Linked DNA regions of Zea mays: region 1 is linked to region 2. A link is a contact called in public Hi-C data. All regions are on one chromosome and are shown on one strand. The core of a region is the stretch at or near the end of the contact, and the rest is flanking DNA. Distances in the headings are between cores, read along the strand shown.

Region 1 (5,062 bases), core at 1,814-4,313, 250 kb after region 2:
CGAGCCAGATGGGATGCCGGTCTTGTTCCCCCGTAGCCTGAGCTAGCTAGGGGTAGGGTAATGATGTATCCCCCGTGGCGCGGTCGGTCCGAGCCCAAGGTCGGGCGAGGCAGAGACTTCTCCTGAGGCCGAGGCCGGGGTCGGGTGAGGACGTGATTCCTCCCGAGGCCGAGGTTGAGGCCGAGCCCTGGGGTCGGGCGAGGCAGAGACCACCTTGCGAGGTCGAGGTTGAGGTCGAGCCCTGGGGTAGGGCGAGGCGGAGACCTCCTTCCGAGGCTGAGGCCTAAGGTCGGGCGAGGCGGAGCTTCCTGTTGCGCCTGAGGCTGAACTTGCTGTTGTCAGCCTCACCCTGGTGGGCGGCACAACAGTCAGAGCGGGGCGAGCGGCGCTGTTTTCCTGTTAGGTCGGTCAGCGAAAGGGTGAAGTGACTGCGGTCACTTCGACCTTGCCGACTGAGGCGCGTGTGTCAGGATAAGGTGTCAGACGATCCTCGCATTGAATGCGCCTGCGATACGGTCGGTTGGAGAGGCGATTTGGCCAAGGTTGCTTCTCGACGAAGCCTGCCCGAGTTGGGCCTCGGGCGCGCCGAGGGTGCGCCCACTGCCTGAGGAGTCCCTCGGGCGAGACGTAACTTCGTCCGGGACTACAGTTCCCGCCCGAGGCTGGGCTCGGGCGAGGCGAGATCGCGTCCCTTGGGTAGACGAAGCCTTGACCTGAATCGTGCCCATCAGTTTCTGTAGCTTGTGCTGATGGTGGTTACCAGCCGTGTTTAGGAGTGTTGGGGGTACCCCTAATTACGGTACCCGACAATAAGAAACCCATAAACCAGACACGGCTTCTCTCCTCCCATTTACGTCCTCCCATGCATACTCCCACCACGTGGCTGCTTTCTATTGGTCCTTCTTTATCTCTTTGACTTAGCCGAAGAAATATAATTAGCGGAAGCTGTGGCACATATTTTTGGTATTAAAACAATCGGGGCCTCTAACTTCCAGATCAATTTTGTAAGGGTGAGAGACTCTAAATTGTGGAGATTCCTCACAAAGGAAGAAAGTTGTGGTACTCAAGTTTGATCTTTGGATCGCTTGAGAGGGATTGAGTGCAATCCTTGACCGAAGGAGGTCACCACAACGTGGAGTAGGCATTGCCGAACCTCGGGATAAAATCACCATGTCACTTGTGCATTTCTTTAGTGTGATTGTTTTCTTCCATAGAGTTCTCAGATATTCACTTGTGTTATTGTTCCTATGTTTAATATATATCTTAAAGAAACAATCAAGTGAAGAGTTCTCTTCTCTCTACCTGTATTCATATCAACTTGGTTTTAATCCTACTAACATTCATTATAAACCAAGTTTGTCTTGTTTAGAGTTAATTTTCGCAGGATCACCTATTCACCCCCTTATGTGCTCTCAATTTCGATAAAAACCGTCCAAAAACCGCTAATCGGAGCAGTTTGAATTTTTCAAATTTGAAATCCAATTATGCGTTTTCTCACCAAAACCCGTTGCTTCCGACCGGTTTTTACTAAAAGCATATCAAGAAACCGGTCATTCTTACCAAGAAATCGGTTTTCCAATTTTTCGACTGATTTACATTTCAGATTTAAATAAAACAGTTTATCGGATTTCTCGACAACAAATTGTTGCCTTTTACCGGTTTCAGTTTTTGATAATTTTTTCTATTTTTAAACCATGAACGAATTTAAAAAACACTGGAAAAACGTTATAGGTTCGCTAGTTTTTTTAGCAGTTTTGTAAACCGCATCACGTCCCCGACCCTCTGCACCTAGCTGGGCAAAGAAGCCCGGTTATAATTTGGCAGTTTACCAAAACTGGGCTAAGCCAAAATTTGCCTAAGTTTTGGTGTTCGGTTTGTGGCCAAAATGCATTAGGACTAAGCTAAATTTTGGCAGCCAATTTGTAGGCCTTAGTTTTGGCCAAAAATTGGCAAGGTTTTCCAAAAATTTGTAGGCATAGCTAAAATTTGACCTACAACCAAATACCAACCAAAATAGCTTGGCAATGCCTTGGCATGACACCCTTGGCCTACATCCAAACACATCGTAGTCCACAGGCACATGCGAGAAAACACCACCACCGTGGCGCCCGCCTCGTGTGCCAGCGTCCAGCCACATGCGCCGTGCAGCAACACAACCGACCGCACCCGGGCCACGCCCGGGAAACCCCATAAACCGGACGCGGCTTCTCTCCTCCCATTTACATCCTCCCATGCATACTCCCACCACGTGGCTGCTTTCTATTGGTCCTTCTTTATCTCTCTGACTTAGGCGAAGAAATATAATTAGCGGAAGCTGTGGCACATATTTGTAGTATTAAAACAATCGAGGCCTCTAACTTCGAGATCACTCATCATAAAAAAATCATAATTTTAGCTAAGGATTGAGCAAATCAGTCAACAACTACCTCCAAAATCTAGATCCCACCATGAAAAAACAGCAGGCTTGCGGCGACCTCCAGACATTACGCCTTGTTACTGGGCCCGTGGAGCACTTCGACCATGCGCGACTTGACGAAGCTGGAGGCGCAAGCAATGGAGGTCAGAGATGGGCATTGCGAGCATGTGTTTGACAGCGAGCAGCGGCGCGGGCACCCACTTCGGTTTCTTTGACGAAGGCCATGGCGGACCTGCCTTCGATTGTTGCTGGCCGTGGGGCAGCATCTGATGGAGCAACAACTCTGATACTATGAGCGAGCTGCGAGCCTGTGTGGATAGGGGAACAGGGAGCCGACGTAGCTTCTCTCCTCTTGGAGCAGCTGGGAGCCGAGGAGAAAGGTTGTACGTACCGCTTCCGCTAATTATATTTTTTGTAATGAGTGATCTGGATGTTGGAGGTGCCTAATTGTTTTAATGTTGAAAAATATGTGACACGACTATTATATTTCTTCGGCTGAGTCGGAGAGAGATAAAAAAGGACCAATAGAAAGCAGCCACAAGGTTGGAGTATGCATAGGAGGAGAGAAGCCGCGTCCCCCGCTTCTCGCGCCCGGCCATCTGCAACGCCAGCCGCGGGCGTCGCGCCCAGCCACCCGCCCGTGAACCACCACCAGCATAGCCTGGCCATGGCAACCGCACCGCATGAAAGGAACCACACCCATCCCCTCCCTATTTTGCCATGCCACTCCCCGCCACCGACCCTACCTCCCCCGGCCCTCTTCTCTTCCCCGGGCCCCCCACGGCTCGGCCTGACGCCACCACGATTTTCTCCGCACGGCGCACCCTCGCCGCGTCTCCGCTCCACCCACCACGTTGCGGCAAGGGTGCGGCCTACGACGCGGAGTAGGAAGAGGAGGGAGAAAGGGAGGCCGTGACGCCGGCTGGCTATGCTGCAGCGTGCGGCTAGCAACGCCTACTCCTGGTGGTGGGCATCACACATCCGCACCACCCAGTCCAAGTGGCTTGAAATAACTGTCGTTGGTAAGCATCCCATTTATTCACCCCTGTCGTATGACGAGTTCGTATTGCACATTGCCCAATGATTGGTTGATTTTTTTTTTCCTTTCTTTTGTTGTGCAGAGATGGAGGACAGAGTAAAGGCCATGCTCAACCTCATTGGGGCCGATGGCGATTCGTTCAGCAAGAAGGCAGAGCTCTATTTCAAAAGCCGGCCAGAGCTCATCAATCACGTGGAGGAGATGTTCAGATCCTATCAGGCCCTTGCCGACAGATATGACCGGATATCCAGTGAGCTGCACAAGGCCAACCACACCATTGCCACCGTGTTTCCGGATCAGGTGCAGTTCTCAATGGAAGAGGGGGATAGTGAGGGGTTTTCTAAGGCAATAGGTGGGATTGATCTCAGCAACTTCAAGTTCCCTGCACTGGAAGGCTTGTCCGTGGGCTCAGGCTCACAGAGCGCAAACAGGGGCACCAGTCCGGTCCCCAAGAGGGGGGCCCAGGCACACCGGAAGGTCACCCCCAACATGACCAAGGAGAAGGCACAGGAGGAGATAGACAAGCTGCAGAAACAGATCCTGGCATTACAGACTGAGAAAGAGTTCTTGAAGACCTCTTACGACAGCGCACTAGGAAAGTATCTAGACATTGAGAAACAGGTGGCCCAATTGCAGGATGAGGTCTGCAATTTGCAGGATGCTTTCAGCACCGGTGTAGCCATTGAAGACAATGAAGCTCGGGCATTGATGGCTGCACAAGCCATTATGTCATGTGAGGATACGTTGGTGAATTTACAGGACCAGAAAAACAAATTGACTGAAGAGGCGGAGGTGGAGCTCCGACGAGCCAATGAGGCAATTGAAAAGCTGAAAACCTTCAAGAACGAATGTGGACTGCCTCATGTGCAAATGGATGGGCATGATCACCATGAAATAGAACTGGTCCATGCACTGCCCTTCGAGGATTCTGATGATTCTGCGCTGAATGGAAGCAGGCTTGACCTCCAGGAAATATGTCAAAGAGTCAAAGAAATAATTGAATCTTACCCTGAGCTATCAGTTGCGGAATTAGCAGATAAAGTTGACCGACTTGTGGAAAAGGTGATCAGCCTTGAACTTGCCACTACTTCACAGAATGCTCAGATCGATAGAATGAAGACTGAGATAGATGGCCTTCACGAGCGCCTGCATGCTTTGGAGCAAGACAAGGTGGCTTTGGTTGTTGATTCTAGTAACTTGGCTGACGGGTTGAGGAAAGTTGAAGAAATGCTGCAAGAAGTACAACAAATTTGGAAGTCCGTACAAAATGGTTTCGAGAACATTTGTAAACAAATGACTGAAGCCGCCCATGAACTAACTGAATTCGTCGAAACATTACATGCTCCTGAGCAAGAAAGCAGTGACTTCGTGGATTCATCGCGAGACTCCAAACACGATACTTCTCTGGAAGATTACTCGGGACTAACAAGTCTGTCTGTGCAAAACGAGCCATCCAAATCTTTACATGACACTACAAATGAAACTGATAAACATGAAGAAACCTTAGAAGATCAAGCCCAAAAAGAGCTAGTTCCAAAAGAATCTGAAGTTGAGGGTAAGATTCTATTAGAAGACTATGCATCTGTACTTCAGAGCTACAAAGATAC
Region 2 (4,674 bases), core at 1,418-3,917:
CTTAACAAGAAACACCTTACAATGCTAACTTCCTATCTTATAGTGTCATAAAGGGTACGTGTTCGTTCATGAATCTTGTGTCAAATATGGTGGCTGCACTGAAATTATGGAAATTTATACCAAATTGCATCAGTGACGTGTTGAACAAGCAGTGCATACAGTTATGACTCTGCCATCCATTTTAATCACATTTTGTTTTTACAGATCTTTCTCATATGATTGTTTGTTTTTTACACTTATTATTATTAGCATAAAAAGGTATTTTAAACTCACAATATACAAGTCAATGGGTGTGAATAGCAATGTTATATATTAAAGGGTGCGATCGTTTGTCACTTGTGAAGGATTACCACTTGTAATGATCGATATGTGGTGAGTTTTTATTCAATCGAACTTGGTAACTTAATAGTTGAGCAGCACAATAGTAAACATGAATAAACACATATCTCCTGCATAGTCTTTGAAAAAAGAATTGAAACAGCAAGCAGATCCAAGAAACCCAAAAATTCTGAAAAATTGTTGCTCCATATATCATGAAGAAAGCTATGCATATGTAGCGATTTTATAGTGAAAAAGGAGGTACAATACCTGCATAGGAGGCGCAACAGAAGCACTTGAATTACTTTTCCATGATGTTGTTCCTGGTGGAGGTGGCTGGCTATTAGGATAGGAGTAGCTAGAAGGGGTGTTAACAGCTAAGTTATCTGTAGTACTGTTCCCAGCAACTGGATTGCTAGAAGCACTTGGCACAGATTGATTGTAATAGTACGGCCACTGGTTATACTGCTGCTGATACGGTAAAGAATTGGCAGGCACTGAAGTAGAGCTCTGTTGTGCATTTGTATCAGATGGTGAGTAGTTCTGGTATGATTGAGCAAAATTATTCCCTGTGCTTCCACCATTCCATGTGTTGTTCTGAAAATAGTAGCTGCTGCTTCCATATCCTGGCACAGTCTGATGATCCCCAGCATTGTAATATGTGTTACTTGTAGGATCAATGTAAGACCCTGAATTTTGAAATGAAGTAAGAGGCTGATAAGCTGCACCTGGATGTTGGTTTGCTCCTTGCTGGACAGAAGAATCATTTGCCGCTTGTGGGTAGCTATAATAATAATTGGCATATTCTACAGGGTTATAGCCATGTTGATCTGAACTAGAGTAAGGTACATGGGAATGAGCTGCGTCTGTTATCCCCATACTCGCCTGGGCAACATGAGGCGCACTGCTTCCTACATTTTGATTCCCTCCTGAAACCGATACATCCCTTTGTGGATCATAATAAACTGTATCTTGGCTAAGTTTGTCCACTGTATTGTTCCATGAAACTGACCCAGTTGCAGAGGACCATGAATGATGACTGGAAGATACAGGAGGATAAGGAGATGGATTTGTCTGTCCCATAGTGACGACCTGCCATTGCAAAATAAAGTGGTCACTCGTAGTATATATACTTTCTAGTTTAAATAGCAATTTCATATAGGTTTAACAGTAGTCAAATTATGAACAGCGAAAAAATCGATGATGTGGATAGACTTCCATAAGATTCCACACAACATGAACTTCAAACAAGTAACCGAAGCATAGTAAGGCCCTCATGACTGTCAAGTCAAATACTGACAGAATAACACATCCGAGAGGTAAAATTGGCACATATACAACTCCTAATTAATTATTTAATCAGTATAGTTCATAAAGATAAACATACCCCCCTCCACTCCTAAAAAATATGGCACAGTAAATTGCATGATCAACCAGGCAAAAGATTTTTCTCTGGCCAAATAATTAGCACATATCAAGCGCTTAGCAACTCCTGATTAGACCATATCCACATCAGAAGTCCACCCATCATAATCCGTGGAAATTAACTGGAACCTAAGCATAAACTAAACTTACAGTAACCAAAAAAACAAAAAACATGTTTCGAGTCACATCGGTACCTCAGCGTGCGGGGCGTCAGATCCAGCGGCCGCCCCGATGCCGTGGCTCGCCATCCTCCTGGAGCTCCAACCCTAAGCACCAGTCAACCACCACAGCCGCCGCCACACTCTCGCGATTCGACCCGCGTAGAGGAGGGGGAAATGATCAGATGCGTCAAAGGAACCAGAAGCAGAGGAGAAATTTGGGGGCGAGCAGCGAATCGCGTGCGTAAAGCCGTCCGTCGATTTTTTTTTTAATTGACTGGGAAAGTTTTTCCCTCCGCAGAAAGCGAGAAGAGGGGCGAAGGACAAGCAAAAGGAGTCCCTGCCCCTTTCGGGCGCGTTGCCGGTTGGGTTCGGGTGTCGTCAACGGCCTGCGGCGCCCGCGTCGGAGCGGAGTGTCACAGTTGCGGTGCGTGGAGGGAGTAGGAAGGCCGGAAGGGAGGGAAGTGGCCCGGGAATGCGTCGGAAGCTCGGCCGGGGATGGCTTAGTTCGTCGAGAGGGAGGGCGAGGCCGACGACGCGGCGGCGTAGAGTGTGAGCGTTAGGGGAAACGGGCTGAGGAGGTGCCGACCACCGAGGGCTGCGACTGGCGGCCGCCTTAGTTCTCAGGCGAGATGGGCGGAGACAGCCGGCGAATACGGTGGCGAACAAGGGTAGGAACATATCAGATGTACATGGTCGTGATTTCGTAGGACCGTTTTAATTAGAACATATCTCCAACTAGAAGTCCTGTATTTAAGTCATCAAAATTAAAATAGTGCCTCATTTAAAATGTTTAATGCCATAAAAAGTTTACATCTCTAATAATTGAGCCCTATATCATATTATTAAGAATTAGATCACGTTATTTAAAAAATAAATTGTTAGAAATAGTGTACGGAATAAGGATAGGGCTCCAGTATATGAAGTACTATATTTATGACCTGAGAGACCGAGTTCTACAATCGTTCGATGAATTTTTGTAAAATAGGGTCTCTGTTGGAGCATGTTTTTGTTGTTAAAGTCCTATTGTTGACGCCTTTTTCGGACGCCAAACATTAACAAGAACCGGCGGCGGTGCCCTCTGCACAGGGGCAGACGGTCCGCGGCCAGGAACCGTACGGTCCGCGACCTGGCGTAGGGCTAGGGTTCCCTGCCTGACGGGTCGGACGGTCTGCGCTCTGGGGCCGGATGGTCCGCGCGTGCGCAGGAGCGGTGAAGGTCACCGGCGGCACCTGGATCTCGCTGCCGGGAGGGACCCCGTCGGGGAGGAGAGATCATAGGGGTTGTCTAGGCTCGGCAGGCCGACCTAGACTCCTCTAATCGACGTAGAGTCGAAGAGAAGCAGAGAATTTGGGGATTGGGATACTAAACTAGAACTAAATTAGAGCTAAACTAGAACTACTCCTAATGCATAAGGTAAAAACGAGAAATAGACTTAATTTGATTGATTGTTGGGTGGTTCAATCGGTCGTAGCCCTTCATCTATATAAAGGGGAGGTCTGGATCCGCTTCAAACTGTTTCCCGAGTTAATCCCGCGGTTTTAGGTAACAAATCTTGCGAGAAACTAGGAACTCTAACTGACTCTGCGCACGCGCGGACCGTCCGCGCCACCACCGCGGACTGTCCGGACCGCGGATCGTCCGACCTCAGGGTCGGACCGTCCGCTAGGCTTTTTTGGTGTCCAACATATGCCCCCTGCCTTTTGGTGAAAGTTGACGAACCAAAAGCATATGAACTAAACCTGATGTAAGTCACCAGCTTTTCAATATGGAAATCATTCAATAAAGCACCAATGTATAAAGGCTGTTTTGGATTGTATCTTTTTTGGCCATGACCATTTGATCAATGGATCAAAATGAATAGAATGGAGGTGCCCCCCAGCCTGGATAGACAAAGAGACTATAAATGTACCATGGATTCATCGTTGTTCCATTCCACATTTGAGTAGGATAATATACCGACGATGAATAAACGGGTGAAAAGTACTCTGGTCTCATAGGATGAACAGGCGATGCTTGCCGCGTCGCCTTTTGGGTCGTTTTTCGGCCGTTTCGTTTTAGCAGGTGACCGGGGTTTTTCCGTTGACCGATCACGTGGAACAGTCTTTTTGCTAGCATTTTTGGAGAGCAACTGATCAAAAGTAGAGTCGGCTTTGATCAGCCGACTATATGTGTTTTGCCCTTGCGTCTCTTTCCTTGCTTCGTGTAGAGGCTGACGCCTTCGGTCATAGGTGGATTGTCCGGCTGGGTTAGCCGGACCGTTTGTCTGAGCACCGGATCGTCCGCACGTAGGTGCGAGACCATCTGCGATGCTCGGGCCAGGCTGATGTGTTTGGTTCATTAATTGTGCCTGCCCCCCGGCGCCTTCGGACTTTTTAGCCTCCTCGACCGAAGCCTTTCGAGCAATTGACATGCGAGGATCGCCAATGACAATGCCCTTGCCTTTGCCTTTATCGGCCATTTTGGGCCGAACCAAGACCTTTTTGCATGTGAGTTCTATTTTATTAACAGGAAAAGGTTGTGTGTCTACTTGCATCTCCTGAAAAGCCAATCGGCCCTCATTTATGGCTGATTGTATCTATCGACGAAAAACATTACAATCATTGGTGGCATGAGAAAAAAATTATGTCACTTACAATAAGCACGCCTTTTTAATTCATCAGGAGGAGGAATAGTATGAGTTAATTTAATGTTGTCATTTTTTAGTAATTCGTCAAATATTTTATCGCATTCGGCAACATTAAAAGTAAACTTAACTTCTTCTTGTCGATTC

What was found. Hi-C and Micro-C count contacts between places; a contact is called where the count stands out from the background.
Region 1: a Hi-C map of leaf shows a contact between it and region 2, with 6 times the contacts expected there. The contact joins the promoter of LOC103635773 here to the promoter of LOC103635767 in region 2. A contact is called at or near these places in 3 of 25 Hi-C or Micro-C datasets (ear, leaf and tassel).

The regions. Positions count from the first base shown.
Region 1 is chr8:120,112,131-120,117,192 of Zm-B73-REFERENCE-NAM-5.0, forward strand. It overlaps LOC103635773 (protein NETWORKED 2A), which reads left to right and starts at 3,064. Exons shown (of 2, transcript XM_008658153.4): 1 at 3,064-3,438; 2 at 3,538-5,062. The coding sequence starts at 3,345.
Region 2 is chr8:119,860,020-119,864,693 of Zm-B73-REFERENCE-NAM-5.0, forward strand. LOC103635767 (SAC3 family protein A) reads right to left here and starts at 2,668. Exons shown (of 13, transcript XM_008658145.3): 1 at 1,938-2,668; 2 at 589-1,410. The coding sequence starts at 1,991.